Linked DNA regions of Sus scrofa: all the other regions are linked to region 1. The links are chromatin contacts, called in public Hi-C and promoter capture Hi-C maps. All regions are on one chromosome and are shown on one strand. Each heading gives the region's core, a stretch centred on a gene start, on an enhancer-like site or on the middle of the called end of the contact. The rest is flanking DNA. Distances are from core to core; before and after follow the strand shown. Region 1 holds the start of ALG12 (dol-P-Man:Man(7)GlcNAc(2)-PP-Dol alpha-1,6-mannosyltransferase). Region 2 holds the start of SCO2 (SCO cytochrome oxidase deficient homolog 2 (yeast)). Region 3 holds the start of MIOX (myo-inositol oxygenase). Region 4 holds the start of PPP6R2 (protein phosphatase 6 regulatory subunit 2).

Region 1 (3,674 bases), core at 620-3,119:
ACCTCACGTGACAGCGCTCCTCAGCGCCGAGACTCAGTTGAGCGGAAAGCGCGGAGCAGGCTGGGCTCGGGAAAGGCGGGTCTGCACCCGCGGCCCGTCTGGCTGAGTCCCTCCAGGTCGCGCTTGGGACACAAGCGAGGGAGAAAACAGGCTCGGGCAACGCGTCGCCGGCTTTGCTACATCGGACAGCCTTTCCAAAGCTGTTTCCCAGAAGGAGGAGCGCACTCACAGCCGCAGCCACCAGGCCTCCAGGCGCTCCTCGTGCTCCTCCACCAGCTGGTTGCACTCGAAGTCGCTGCTCCCGCACAGGCCCTCCAGGATCTCCAGCAGGCGGACCTCGCTGCAACACGCACAGGCCGTCAGCACCGCAAGGCCAGGGCACAGCGCCCTCTACAGGGAGGTCCGGAGGCCAGGCCCGAGGGACCGTGGCGCTTCACTGAAAAAACCCTCAACAGAGACCCCAAATGGAGCTGGGGGCTGTCAGTGCCAGGCGGAGAATTAAAGGCGGAGGGCAGGGGTGGTCAGGGTGGCCCATCAGGTGTGGGGTCCAGCGGGGGAACCCCTGCCATGGGCAGGATGGGGCTGGAGCTGCGGTGGGGAGGGAGTGAGCTCCATCTGTTTTTTGGTTTTTGGTTTTCTTTAGGGCCACACCTGTGGCACATGGAGGTTCCCAGGCTCGGGGTCGAATCGGAGCTGCAGCTGCCGGCCTACGCCACAGCCACAGCAATACCAGATCCGAGCCACATCTGTGACCTACACCACAGCTCACAACAACACTGTATCCTTAACCCACTGAGCAAGACCAAGGTGTGAACCCACATCCTCCTGGCTACTAGGCGGGTTCTTAACCACTGACCCCCAGTGGGAACTCCCCACCTGTGTTTGGCACCGGCACCAGGTAAGGACAGGTGCCGGTGCCAAAGGGACTCTGTATCATCAGTGCTCCCGGGGACATGTCACCAAAGGCAGGCACTGGGCCGCTCAGAGCAGGGTGCCTACCTGAATTCATACTTGGACAGTGTCTTTTCCTCCCAAGCTGTGTTTCCACCTCCAAAGTTCTTATTTGCTGTGTCCACCATACCCTGCGGGGGAAAGGTGGCGCTGCTGCCTCACCCCTGTTCATGGCAGGGTCACCCCGGTTCCATAGCAGGGGTGACCCCAGATTCATGGTGGGGTGACCCAATCCATGGCAGGACAACCCTGGGTCCATGGTGTGGGGACCCTGGTTCATGGCGGGGGGTTGGGGGGTGTAACAGTACACAGCAGGGCAAATCTAGTCCATGGCGAGGTGACCCCAGGTCCACAGTGCGGCAACCTTGGGCCCATCGTGGGGTGATCCCCGAGTCCACGGAGGGGCGACCCAGGCCCACCCCCTGGCTCCATGTCCTCGCGGAGCGGCACACCTGGTTGAACTTGTCCACCAGCTCCCGGCAGCGCTTACAGGGCGTCGGCTTCTTGGTGGCCTCGCCGGGAGGCGGCGGCAGAAGCAGCAGCAGCAGCACCCCCAGCGACGGGACCGGAAGGCGCATGGCGGGCCAAGGCGGACAGCGCCACGGGAACGCGGCCGCGCGGGCACCGGCCGAGGTCCAGCAAGCACCCGCCGAGCGTTCCGACCCTCGGCCGCCCACCGGCTCAGCAGCGCCGGCGGTTCCCGGGCCTACTTGACGGCGCCGGCCGGGGCCCCGCCCTTCACCATCCCTCGCGCTGCTATTGGTTGGATGGCTCCGCCCCGTCCTCATGTGGCCCAATCCGAGCTCGCCACGGGAGGCCACCAATAGGAAGGGCCCGGGTCAGCGTGCCGCCGGGAGGGTTGGGCACAGGGGGCGGGGAGATCCGAGGCGGCTGGCTCACGCCCCGCCTGTGGCGGCCATCTTTACTCCGGGCAGGAAGGGCGCCCGCTGAGACGGCAGCTAGGCGTTGGTGGCCATGTTAGGTTCGGTCAAGGGCATCGGTTTCCGCTGCTCCACTTCCGGTCGAGGGCAGCTCTGGCGGCCGCGCTTCGAGGGACTGTGCTCTGGGCGGCGAGGTCAGCGCGCGCGGCTCTGGGGGCGGGCTGCGGGGGCTCCAGGCCGGCGCTGTGGCTGCGCTTCTCGGGCATCGCCGGGCTTGTCCACGCGGGAGGGCCGCCAGGCCTCCTCACCTGGGGCCTGATGACTGTCTTTGGGGGCCCAGGAACCTGCATTTTGCATTTCCCCACGCGCCCCGGGCATTTAGCACTGGAGCCCGTGGTTTGAATCCGGACTAAGATGAGCCCTATCCCGACTGTCATAGAACAAAAGATACAAAGTTTTCTCTGGCCTAATTTGCGCCAGATGGCTCGTTTCCGCCAGGGATTAATAATGTGAACATCTGATATGACCAGTTTCCCGCAGAGACCCTAGAACCCCATAGACAAGAGGGCCTCTGTGGGCTTGCCTAATCCGAGATGCCACTGTTCTACAATTTGCGCGTTGATGAGTTGTGGCTGGCTTGCTTGCTTGCTTGCTTTGTTTATGTTTTAGGGCTGCACCCGCGGCATATGGAGGCTCCCAGGCTAGGGGTCCATTCGGAGCTGCAGCTGCGGGCCTACACCACAGCCACAGCAATGCGGGATCCAAGCCACATCTATGACCTACACCACAGCTCACGGCCACGCCGGGTCCTTCACCCACTGAGCGAGGCCAGGGATGGAACCGCATCCTCATGGACCCTAGTCAGATTCGTTTCCACTGCGCCACAGCAGGAACTGCCTGTTATTGTCTTTTCTAATGAAAATGGAAGCTTAAGAGCTTTTACTGCACTTCCTTTTCAAGTCGTTGGAGCACCTGCTATGCTCTGGGCTCTGCTGACACCTGAGTGAATGGGGGCGGGGGTGCCCTCAGGATGAGAACCCCCGGGGGGACAGAGGGTCAGTGATGGGGAAAAACAAAAATCCTGCCGCCAAGGAGCTTACGTTTTAAAAAGAGGGAGACAGGAGTTCCCGTTGTGGCGCAGTGGTTAACGGATCCGACTAGAAACCATGAGGTTGCGGGTTCGATCCCTGGCCTCGCTCAGTGGATTAAGGATCTGGCATTGCCGTGAGCTGTGGTGTAGGTTGCAGACGCGGCTCAGATCCCGCGTGGCTGTGGCTGTGGGAGGCCGGCAGCTGTAGCTCCAATTTGACCCCTAGCCTGGGAACCTCCATATGCCGCAGGAGCGGCCCCAGAAAAGGCAAAAAGACAGAAAAATAAATAAATAAAAAATAAACATAAAAAGAGGGAGACAGGAGTTCCCTTCGTGGCTCAGCAGTAACAAACCCCACTTGTATCCATGAGGATGCGGGTGTGTTCCCTGGCCTCGCTCAGTGGGTTAAGGATCCGGCGTTGCCATGAGCTGTGGTGTAGGTGGCAGCTGTGGCTTGGCTCTGGCGTTGCTGTGGCTGTGGTGTAGGCCAGTGACTACAGCTCCGATTAGACCCCTAGCTTGGGAACTTCCACATGCTGTGGGTATGGCCCTAAAAAGCAAAAATAAAATAAAGTAAAAAAATTAAGAGCAGGAGACAGTGACGCAGTATGGTCTGTCCCTCCAGTGGTGTTTGCATTTGCTGCTCTTGAAGGACTGACTGCGCAGCATGTTGGTGATTCTTAATTATTAAAGCCGTTTTGACCCCTTCCTTCCACCGCCTCCCCACCAGCACCACCGCCACGTCAGACTGG
Region 2 (3,674 bases), core at 424-2,923, 500 kb before region 1:
GACTTATGTCCCCAATGACAGGTACCCATCTACTCCTACACTGACACCCCCCATCCCAAATCAGGACAGTTTCTTTTCTTTTTCTTTTTAGGCTACACTCACGGCATATGGAAGTTCCCGGGCCAGGGATCGAACCCTCGCCGCCACACAGACAATGCTGGATCCGTAACCTGCTGTGCCATAGCTGGAACTCCCAAGACATTTCTCCATTCCCACCCCAGCTGGACACCCACTATTCTACTTAGTAAATGCTTAACTTCAGCTGAAGTCCTAACCAGGGAGGGTGAGGAGAAATGTGAGGGCGGGGAGGTGGCTGTGCATGTGTACTCGGCATGCATACTTGGCCCAGCATGTACCAGAAATTAGCAGACGTGGTCTGGACACATGGAGGGCACCTTGGAGAAACTGGAGTCTATTCATGGATTCGCTGTCACTCAGCGCCCAGAGCAGGGACAGGTAGGCCACCGATTGATAATACAGCTGGGTTATTGATGACAAAAATGGCCAGAATCTCTGGAGGATCACTAAGGAAGATACTGATCAGTTATTCATGAGTCATTGGACTTTGGTCACCGTTATCAAGGGAAAAGTGATTGCTGTCAATAGGAACTTGGACAAAATAACTGGGGGCCACAGGACAGGGATCCATATCCTTGATGAGTCATTAGTGAAGACCTATCAGAATTGCGATTTTGGAATTTGTCAAGGTTGCTGATGACTCTTTGTTCAGCGTTAGTGATGGGGTCACTGGAGCCCTGAGGTGGGGAAGCTGGCCAAATGCAAGGGCTGCTGGGCAAGTGGGCTGCTGTGTCATGGGTCAGAACAGGAGGGTGGTACCTGTGGATGGAATCCTATACGCCCGGGTTGACAGCCCGTCCCTCATCACAGGTGACCTGACCCCAGACTCCAGCATCCCCCTCCCGCATGTTAAAAACCCCTGATCTCCAATCACACACAATCACAGGTGATCTGACCCAAACCCAGGATCACTGTTCCACACCACAGGGCGCCTGACAACTCACTCAAGAGGGTGACCAGACGGATGCACATGTCATCCTATCACATGGGGACTTCCATAGCCAGGTCCCCCGACCCCTCGTGACTGATCCGAGTCAGCCAGCGTTCCCCACATCTCCCAGGAAGCTTCGGGAGCTCCATCACTCCATCACTTCCAGACCCCTTAACCTCCCCCCTAAGATGGCGTGGACAGCTTGTCTGCTCTCTCGATGGACAGGAAGTAAGAGAGACACAGGCCCTGGAGCCGGCAAGAGCACTGGTGAGCACCTGTGCTGCCGGACCCGGTCACCCGTCACCAGGCTCGGTGAGGGGACAGGGAAAGGGCAGAGATCCCCTACCCGCGCCCAGCCCAGGCCCCTCCTCACTCCCCGTCCCCTCGTGCGCGCCAGTCGACACGTAGCAACGAAGCTCAGGAGGCGCGCATCCTTTCCGGTGCCCGGCACCCGGGGCCGGGCAAACTAAGACAGCAGCCAGCGTGGGGGGGGCCGCCCCAGAAAAACCCCGCCTCCCGTCACGTAGCTTCCGGCCGGCCAGCCACCTCTGGCGCATGCGCACGCGCAGCAGCCGGGCCCGCTTTACGCCCTTCCGCGCGAGCGCGGCGCCGTTGACGCATGCGCGCTGGCGTCGAGAGGGGCGGGGGCCCAGAGCTGCCTTCCGGTTCCCCTCCTCAGACTCGCGGGACGGTGCGGCGCGCTGGGGGCCCGGGAGATCCGCCTGTGCCGGCGCCCTGCAAACGTCTACAAGCTGGCTGCATTTGCAGGCCCATCTCGTACATCGCTTAGAGCGCATTTTGTAAAGGAGGAAGCTGGTACAGACAGGTTACGAGACGTGACCAAGGTCATCCAGCCCTCCCAAGTCCAGGAACCGTCGGACCGGGCGCAGGCCGGACGTTCAGAAGTCTTCGAGAGATCCTCCCAGTAGCAGCAGTCGAACAGGTGAGGGGGAGTCCTAAGATCTCCGCCTAACAAACCTCCAGGGGCCCCTGAGAGGAACGGAGGCCACCGAAGCCACAGCAGGGCGTGGGCCACGACCCCAGAGCTGCGGTGGGATGCCCAGCTGTGAAGGTGGGCTGGAGGCAAGTGGAAACCTTTTGCTACTCCAGGGTGGCTGCGGGCCCGGCAGGTTCAACGAGCGAAGGACTGGAGGGGGCGTGGAGCCCGCGGGTAACTGGAGGCTGCGGTGCGGGTGGCACCGGGTTACCGCTAAGTGCGGGGGAGGGAGCCAAAACAGCGCGGTTGAAGTGGCCTCAGAGGGAAAAGGCTGCAAAAGGGGCGGAGAAGTTGGTCTTTTGGGGGTTGAAGCGAGAGGCTCACCCACCTCCTTTCAAGAAGTAGAAGTTTATTGCAAACATAGATACGCTCAGGAACCCGGAGGAGGCAGGCGCTTGGAACGCTTCCGTCAGCTCAGACCCCCAGGTGCTGCCGAGCGCTGGGCTCGTTAGACTGAGGTTCTCCCGTTAAAGGACAGGAGGGACAGTTGTGGATGTTTGATGACGCCTAAGCTGGAGTTTGAGGTTTCAGAGGCGAAGCATGTGTGAGTGATGGCGGGGGCTGGCTGAGCAGCTGCTGACAGCAGAGCCCTCATAGGGTTGGGCCTTGAGGTGGTGGCAGGTCTCTCCAGAATGATGGACAACCCAGGAGGCCAAGGCACCTTCTGGCTTCTGACGCCTCTGCTCTTTTCCAGGAGCATCAGGTCCATGCTGGCTCGGGCACCCAAGGCTTGGCACGGGCTCTTTCTGCTCAGGCCTCTGGCCCTCCCTAGGATCCAGGGAGCTGAGGCCGGGCAGGTGAGATACCGGCTCTTAGCAAGGCAGGGCCCTGCAGAAACCGGCAAGCCAGGCCAGCCCCGGGGCCCTCGGCTGCAAACTAGGTTGCTGATCACAGCCTTGATTGGGGCTGGGCTGGGTGGAGCCTGGCTGGCCTTGAGGGCGGAGAAGGAGCAGTGGCGGCAGCAACAGCGGACAGAGGCCCTGCGCCGGGCCGCTGTGGGCCAAGGCGACTTCAGTCTTCTGGATCACCGAGGCCAAGTTCGCTGCAAAGCTGACTTTCGGGGCCAGTGGGTGCTGATATACTTTGGCTTCACTCACTGCCCAGACATCTGCCCCGATGAGCTGGAGAAGCTGGTGCAGGTGGTGCGGCAGCTGGAGGCGGAGCCTGGCCTGCCCCCGGTGCAGCCCCTCTTCATTACTGTGGACCCTGAGAGGGACGATGTCGCGGCCATGGCCCGCTACGTGCAGGACTTCCACCCAAGGCTGCTGGGCCTGACGGGCTCTGCTGAGCAGATCGCCCAGGTGAGCCGCAGCTACCGAGTATACTACAGCGCTGGCCCCAAGGACGAGGACCAGGATTACATCGTGGACCATTCCATCGCCATCTACCTGCTCAGCCCCGACGGCCTCTTCACCGACTACTACGGCAGGGCCAGGTCGGCCCAGCAGATCACGGACAGTGTGCGGGGCCACATGGCTGCCTTCCGCAGTGTGCTGCACTGAGTCGGGTCATTAAAAGGTGAGATGCAGCCGTGTGTGCGCGGGATCTGTACCAGCAGCCCCTGGAGACCACGGCAGGAGGGGGGCTCGGACCGGCTGCTCGCTGGGTGCAGGGGACAGACAGCCCCTTCCTCCACACAGAACAGTTTTGTAAGGTTTCTTAGGGGAT
Region 3 (3,674 bases), core at 508-3,007, 470 kb before region 1:
CGGGAGGAGCCACACCGACGGCTCTAGGCGGGGCGGGGCGGGGGCGGGGCGGGGGCGGGGCCCTTGGCGTTGCTCCTCCCCCCAACCTACCTCTCCTGGGAGGGAGAATTTGTTGAACTTCATCATCTGGTACATGTACTCTGTGGGAGGGAAGGAGGGAGGGAGGGTGTCACCACTAGGCATCCGGTTCGGGGAGGGCCCACCGCGCTCCCGCGGTTCCAGCGTCTCTAACTGGCCTCACCATCGTGGCCCCAGGACATCAGGACATTCTCGAGCCCACAGTGGGGCTGGTACATGCCAAGCTCTGTGCTGCAGGGTGAGATGAGAGGGTGAGAGGGGGTCAGGAGCCCTGGGGAGGGAGGAGCACCGGCGAGGCAGGCTCACCTGTAGACAGGGTCCTGAAGGTCAGGGTTATCCTGGAAGGTAGAGTCGCAGAAAACCACAGAGGCCTGCGGACGGCAGCCCACAGGGAAGGTGTCTCCAACGACGGCCCACTGGAGGGACGGGCGGCTGTGGGTGAGCGCGACTGGCCTGCCCATCAAGTGGTGTCCAGACCCCAGGGCCGAGGCCGCCCAGTGCCCCACCCTGCGCACCCCTCTCCCCACTCCTCACCTGGGGTTCCCCTGCCAGAACCAGGACCTTCCCCAGGTCATGCAGGAGCCCGACGAGGTGGAACCAGTCTGGGAGAGAGGCCAGGGCAGGCTGGAGGGGGGATGCAGGGCCCAGGGCAGAGGAGGGGCTGGGGCGGGGGGGGGGGCAGGGCCAGGCCCCCAGCACCCCGGGCAGGCGGGGGAGCACACCTTTGTCAGGGTGGGCCTTCCGGATGCCCTCGGCCGTCTGGAAGGCGTGGAAGGAGTTGGGGAAGTCCACGTCGGGGTCGGACTCGTCCACCAGCCCGTCTAGCATGTCCACGGCCTCCAAGACAGTCATTCTCTTGTAGGAGAAGCCCCCGAACTGGGCGTGCTGGGCCAGGAAGGGAGAGGTCAGGGTGGCCCCAGGGCCGGCCCTCAGGAGGGGTTCGCGCTAGGAGTCCGGCAACTACCTTCTTCCTGACGAAGTCCACGGTCTGCCACGTGTGCATCAGCTTGTAGGTGCGGAAGACCCGGTCCAGCAGCGGGCCAGACTGCGAGTCAGAGGGTCAGCCAGGCAGCCCGCCAGCCCCTGCTCCTCACCCCAGGGGGCCACTGCCTCCCCTCTCCCAGGCCCGGCCCCGAGGTGTGAAGAGGGCATCCCCAGGGTGGCCCCGGGAGCCGTGCCAGGGGACAGGTGCTGCTCTCCCCAAGGAGCGGGGGTGGGAGGGGGTCTCACCGTGTAGTTTCGGAAGCTGCCCTTGTCTTTGGCCGCCTCTGGGTCCATATCAGGCCGATAGACCTGGGAAGGGTCTGGGTCCTGGTTGGGCGGGGGAGCAAACGCGTTTCACCGAGACGCCTTGGCGAGCCTGAGGTGAGATTGCGGCTCTCCGGGCGCCTTACCTGCCGGCGGATGCCGCAGAGGCCTGCTTCCAGGTGATGCGCAGATGCGGGCACACAGTACCCCCACCCGCGTCTCAAGGCCTGGGTCCAAGGGGAGCTCAGGGCTCGGATGGTGACCATGGCCCCAGCCAGACCACTACAGAAGGAGGGGGACCTTGGACCAGATGAAGGCCAGGAACCCGCGGGAAGAGGGCCTGGCGCTGCCTTTCCCTGAGGGAGCAGCTGCTGGTGCGAGGCCTGGGATACTCACCTTCATCCTGAGAGGGGGCAGTGCCGGCGAGTGGGCAAGCCCGCCCCAGGCCTGTGTGCCCCTATATATGCCCACAGGTTACATAAGTGACCGGACACCACCCAGCCCCTTGGCCCTGGCCTTCGGTAATGAGTGACCATCCACCCTCCTCCTGGCCTCAGCGAGTTAATGTGTCAGCACAGGAGCAGCCCCAGTGGCCCGGCTCCCCCCCCGCCCCGGCCACTGACCTGCCTGGGAGGTCAAGTCTGCTTGCAGCCAGCTCTGCTCTGGCCCCACAAGCTTTAAACACTTCCAGGCCCCAGTAGGCCCCTCCCTCCCAACACCTTATCCCCAGGCACCTGGGGTTTGGGGCAGGGTGGGGCATATTTCAGAAAAAGTTATTTTGAAGCTTGTTAAGATGGGAGGAAGACTTTATTGGGAGATGTGCTGTAGGGAGGAGGGAGGGTGGCAGAGGAGATAAAGGGTGGGGAATTCTCGCTAAACTGACTTAGCGGGATTCTGGCTGCAGGCGGGTCGGCTGGTGAGGTCAGGGTGGGATTCCTGCTAATACCGGTGAGGCCTGCGGGAGCCCCAGGGCTCAAGTTCCGTTGCGTTGCGTAAGGGGTCTTCATCTGGCTCTTTGGGTCAGAGCAGGGAGGAATTCACAGCCCTTGTCATGTGCGGGCTGGCCTAGGCCATGCGGACACAGCAGGGACCACGGGGCTTGGGTGGACGGTCCGTCCGTCTGAGCGCCGAGCATCGTCAGGGTAGGGTCTCAGGCGGGAGAGGACAGTGGGCAGGTGCGAGGCCCTGGTCTCCAAGGGGTTCTTCCTGCCCGTGCTAAGGATCAGCCGGGGGTGCTGGGGCCCCTCATCTAAGGTGGCAGAGTACCCCCGGCCCCCGTGAGCCCATAGCACCTCCTCTTCCCCACACACAGGCGTCCCTCACTGCTTCCGGGGTTGAGTTCCCCTGCCTCCTCCTCCCACTGGGCTGTCAGCCTCAGGGTTGGGCGCATGTGCTTTATTCGCTGTTTCCACGAGTGCTCAGCCAATGTTTGCTGCAGGGATGGAGACGGGGCTCCAGGAACCATCACCCCAAAGCAGATGGTGGCTTGGACCAAGAGAAAGAGCAAAAGCTGGCTGACAGGATCTGGGTGAGGGAGACGAGGAGGAGGGAGAGGAGGTTTCGGCCGGAACAGGAGGAGGAGGTGGCAGGGGCAGAGCTGGGGGACTGGCACCAGACCTCCAAGTGAGAGGTCAGACAGGTGGCTGGGACAGCACTTAGAGCTCAGGGGTCATGTGGACACCAGGTCCGCTGCTGTGACCATGGCAGGTGGCCATACAAAAAAGCAGCCCAAGACGGGGAGCACCTTGGCAAGGGCATGGAGCAGGGCACTCCTGGGGGCCTGGCAGCCTGTGTGCCACGTGGAGGGTGTGGTGTGGGGTGGTGTTCCTGGCAGAGGGTGCACCCTGTGTGTGGGACCAGAGGGGGGGACTTTGCCCCCGTGGCTGGAGCCAGGAGGGTCTTGGCCCAGCCAAGCTCCCGACTCTCCCCAACTCGGTCCTCCTCTTCCTCATTCCCCAGCCCCCCTCGAACTGTACTCACTGCCCCCGGGCCCTGTCTGCCTCTGCTGGCACCGCTCTGAGCCCCAGCCTGCTGGCCTCATTGGCGCCCCTCACACACCCATCCCAGCGACATCCAACATCCACACCTCCTGTGCCAGGGCACCGGGCTCCTTCTCCCCCCAGCCTCCCAGCAGGGCAGGGACCAGCCTCAACTGTTCATACAGGGCCTGCTGGAGGGAAGGTGAGCCCTGGGCTCGAAGAGGGAGCACAGGGGTGGGAGCTCAGATGGTTCTTCCAGGAGCCTCTTAGCCCGGGGCTCCAGGGCTCTGAGGGGTCTGTGGCTGCAGCCCTGACCTCTGGCTGCAGTATCTGCCTCTAGAGTTGGGATAAACGCAGCGCTCCCCTCGC
Region 4 (3,674 bases), core at 548-3,047, 380 kb before region 1:
CAATTTTAGTTGTTTTTTTTTACAGGGTAAGGAAATGTGGGGTAGTAGGTTGTGCAAATACCCAGCCCAACATTTACCAAAAGCACAGAAAAACTGTGCTGTTCTTCTGCAAATATACCTGACGCACAACATGTACTGAAATGTACATTCTCTCACCACACGGAGGAACTGCTCTGCTCTCTATCGGCCTCTACTCAAGCTAAGGAGACCTAGCTCAACCTCACTTAAGGCTTTTTTGTCTTTGCTGCCGTACAATTTCAATGTAGGAGTGTGAGTTACCTTTTTTTTTTTTTTCCTTTTTGGCCTCCCCAAGGAATTTGGAGTTCCTCAGCCAGGCGTCAGATCCGAGCTACAGTTCGACCTACACCACAGCTGTGGCAATGCCGGGGATCTTTAACCCACTGTGCCAGGCTGGGGATTGAAGCTGCATCCCAGCGCTGCCGACATCACCGCTCCCGTTGCGACACAGGGGGAGCTCGGGGTTTCCTCCTGTTTACACTGCTTAGGACACAGAGTGCTTTCTAAAGCTACGCTCTCTCTCTCTCGCTGAGTCAAAGCTACTAACACTTTGCGTAACGGCTCTCCTCCTCTTCCCACTTTTCCATCCTGGGCTCCAACTGTGTTTTTCAGGACACGCACCTCACCCTCCACTTCTCTGAGTGCCACTTCCCATCTCCCGTCTCCCGGCTGCACCCGGGAGAGCCTCTTTAGGGATATATTCCAGTTCACTACTTCTGCCTTCAGTCATGTTTAATCTGTCTAATCCACAAGTACTGAGTTTTTTATTTCAACTTTTTTTTTCATTTCTGAAAGTTCTAAGTGGATCACTGTGACACTTCGGTTTTCATTACTAATTTTTATTCCATTTTGTATTTCTTTACACACTTCACGCATTATCACATATACTGTGTCTGAGTACTGGACGCCTGCACTCGCTGGGGCACCTAATCATGCCCACTCCGATCACAAGGTGTGTGTGCGTGTGCTCAAGTTTGCTGACATTTAATCAGTGGAGTCCTGAGGGCCTACACTGAGTCTGCTTTGCTCTGAAAAGGATTTACGCTTTCTTCAGCAAGGAGCGAAAGGGTGCTATCTCTTCTTGTCCTCTCGGCCTCTGAGCAGTTAGCTTGCGCCAGGGCACTCACAAGAGGTCGCGCATCTGTCATTTACCCAGCCTCTCAGTGGACGGCAATGGGAGGCCTTTCAGGAGCACCTACCGCTGCAGGAGCACAAGTCCCCCCATCCCACCTGGCAGGTGGAGGCCTTCCCACAGGTAAGGCAGGGCATGGGCCTCTCTACACACGCCCAATGCACCCGTTTTTATCTGGATTACACTTGGGCTTGGAGGGACCAAGGCACTTTTTCGCAACACGGCATCTCAAAACCAGACACAGGAGGGTCAAAAAAACCCCAGGAGTGGCATTCCCACCGTGGAGCAGCTGTGGCCCAGGTTGCAGATGCGGCTCGTATTCCATCCCTGGCCTGGGAACTTTCATAGGCTGCCAGTATAACCAAAAAAGGAAAGAAAACAAAACCCACAAGTCAGGAAACTCTATGCACATCTTCAAAACTGAAATTTTTTGCTGTCATCCATCTCTGAATGTCCACTTATACAGCATATTTACGCAAATTACACAATAAAGTAGAATCAAACAAAAATTATCTTACCTTCCGTGGAAACTTCTTGTTTAAACTTTGTATTTAGGCAAAATATAAAAACATTTGGGATTTTTTCTTGGCGTATATGCAACCTTAAGAAAAATATTTTCACTCAATAGAAGATTTATAATCTCTTCACCTGAAAAATAAGAGGGAAAAAACTTAGGTTCTGCTTTTGTGAAGTTAACTTACCAAAATGCTAAGGAAAAGAAAAACAAGTCGTTGTCTTTACTTACTAATCAAATTTTATAATCAGGGGTCTAGAAACTTCCTTGCGTTTGACTGTTCTAGAGACGGGTACCAATGATACACACCTGTCCTACGTCTGTTAACTATTAACTACCTCAACGGTTAGAATACAAGGACATGAGAAGGCTCTCGGGCCTGAAGGTGTCCAGCTTCATGCCCAGACACTACCATCAGCAGGAAACACAGACCCTGGTGGCAAGGTGACCAGGCCGCTGACCCTGGTCGCGAGGTGACCGGGCAGCTCACTGATGATCCATCGCTACGTCAGAAGAGGAGAACTCCCAAGCGCTCCTGGTGGGTCTCAAAACACCCTTCCAAACAACATGACTAGTGGTCCTTGCTGAGATGACTGCCTTCAAGACATGCAGCAAAAACGAACCAGTAGGGCCCAGAACTGTTTATTTTGTGTTTGCATGGATCATGATTTTTAACTTTTGAAAATTATACTTTAGCAATAAGGAGTTACCATTCTGAAACATAAGAGCTTTATGAGACATAATTATCAAATGTAATATTTAGATCTTGTTTGGGTCCAATTAAAACAGATCGACTAGGAGTTCCCATTGTGGCGCAGCAGAAACAATCCAACTAGGAACCAAGAGGTTGCAGGTTTGAGCCCAGGCCTCGCTCAGTGGGTTAAGGATCTGGCATTGCCATGAGCTGTGGTGCAGGCTGGAAGCTGTAGCTCCGATTCGACCCCTAGCCTGGGAACCTCCATATGCCATGGGTATGGCCCTAAAAAGACAAAAAAAAAAAATCAAAAATAAAAAAATAAAACAAATCAACTGGAAGAGCGTGTGTGTGTGTGTCTTTTGGGGGCAGCACCCAAGCCATATAGAGGTTCCAGGCTAGGGGTTGAATCGGAGCTGTAGCTGCCGGCCTCCACCACAGCCACAGCAACGTCACATCCAAGCCGCGTCTTGGACCCGCACCACTGCTCACGGCAATGCCAGATCCTTAACCCACTGAGCAAGTCCAGGGATTGAACCTGCGTTCTCATGGATGCTAATCAGATTCGTTTCCACTGAGCCACAAGGGGAACTCCTGGAAGAGGGTATTTTTCAAGCTGCTGGAGAAATCTGAATAGGGACTGGTATTAGATGACACTACAATTCTCTTCTAAAATGACATGATAGCTATATTTTTATTTATTTCTTGGCTGTGCCTGCCACACACAGTTATAATACGCATGTTCAAGGACTTAAAGCAGAATAGAGAGAATGAGTGAAAAAGTAAAATCTCAGCAGAGAACTCAAACTACATAGAAAAACAAAAATGACTATTCTACAACTGAAAAAATACATCTGAAGTAAAAATATATACTGGATGAAGTTGATGAAATTGGAGACTGAAAAAGAAAGTGTCAGTAAACCTAAGATAAACAGCAACCAATCAATCTGAGGCAGCAGAAAAAAGGTTTTTATTAAAAATGAATAGGGGAGTTCCCACTGTGGCACCGGGTTAAGAATCTGACTGCAACAGCCCAGGTCACTGTAGGGGTGCAAATTCGATCCCCAGCCCAGAGCAGTGGGTTAAAGGATCCGGCATAGCTGCAGGATGGCACAGGTCACAGCTTCGGCTTGGACTCGATCCCTGGACTGGGAACTTCCATACGCTGTGGGTACAATATAAAGGAAAAAAAATGAAGAGAGACTCACTGAACTATGCAACAATATAAATTGGTCCGCCATGCGTGCAACTGAAATCTCAGAGGAATATGAGAGAATAGGACATAAAAATACATGAAACTACAGCCAAAAATTTCC

Evidence for each region. Promoter capture Hi-C pulls out the DNA fragments that hold promoters and counts their contacts. A called contact is a pair of places that touch in the nucleus more often than the background predicts.
Region 2: a promoter capture Hi-C map of liver shows a contact between it and region 1, with 10 times the contacts expected there. The contact joins the promoter of SCO2 here to the promoter of ALG12 in region 1. A contact is called at or near these places in 1 of 5 promoter capture datasets (liver), 3 of 47 Hi-C or Micro-C datasets (liver and retroperitoneal adipose tissue) and 2 of 2 datasets of contacts at active chromatin or transcription factors (alveolar macrophages and skeletal muscle).
Region 3: a Hi-C map of epiblast stem cells shows a contact between it and region 1, with 2.1 times the contacts expected there. The contact joins the promoter of MIOX here to the promoter of ALG12 in region 1. A contact is called at or near these places in 1 of 5 promoter capture datasets (fetal liver), 11 of 47 Hi-C or Micro-C datasets (alveolar macrophages, embryonic fibroblasts, epiblast stem cells and 7 more) and 2 of 2 datasets of contacts at active chromatin or transcription factors (alveolar macrophages and skeletal muscle).
Region 4: a contact with region 1 is called in a promoter capture Hi-C map of liver, with 3 times the contacts expected there. The contact joins the promoter of PPP6R2 here to the promoter of ALG12 in region 1. A contact is called at or near these places in 1 of 5 promoter capture datasets (liver), 6 of 47 Hi-C or Micro-C datasets (fetal skeletal muscle, mesenteric adipose tissue, omental adipose tissue and 3 more) and 1 of 2 datasets of contacts at active chromatin or transcription factors (alveolar macrophages).

What each region holds. Positions count from the first base shown.
Region 1 is chr5:715,059-718,732 of Sscrofa11.1, forward strand. ALG12 (dol-P-Man:Man(7)GlcNAc(2)-PP-Dol alpha-1,6-mannosyltransferase) reads left to right here and starts at 1,870. Exons shown (of 10, transcript XM_021091350.1): 1 at 1,870-2,026. CRELD2 (cysteine-rich with EGF-like domain protein 2) reads right to left here and starts at 1,708. Exons shown (of 10, transcript XM_003126783.6): 1 at 1,404-1,708; 2 at 1,000-1,082; 3 at 230-340. The coding sequence starts at 1,529.
Region 2 is chr5:219,128-222,801 of Sscrofa11.1, forward strand. SCO2 (SCO cytochrome oxidase deficient homolog 2 (yeast)) reads left to right here and starts at 1,674. Exons shown (of 2, transcript NM_001206377.1): 1 at 1,674-1,952; 2 at 2,701-3,551. The coding sequence starts at 2,714. The coding sequence ends at 3,508. It overlaps NCAPH2 (non-SMC condensin II complex subunit H2), which reads right to left. Exons shown (of 20, transcript NM_001206363.1): 20 at 3,657-3,674.
Region 3 is chr5:249,790-253,463 of Sscrofa11.1, forward strand. It overlaps MIOX (myo-inositol oxygenase), which reads right to left and starts at 1,758. Exons shown (of 10, transcript NM_214102.2): 1 at 1,723-1,758; 2 at 1,309-1,389; 3 at 1,043-1,123; 4 at 801-963; 5 at 613-680; 6 at 385-494; 7 at 242-309; 8 at 91-140. The coding sequence starts at 1,728.
Region 4 is chr5:339,730-343,403 of Sscrofa11.1, forward strand. PPP6R2 (protein phosphatase 6 regulatory subunit 2) reads right to left here and starts at 1,798. Exons shown (of 23, transcript NM_001206372.1): 1 at 1,669-1,798.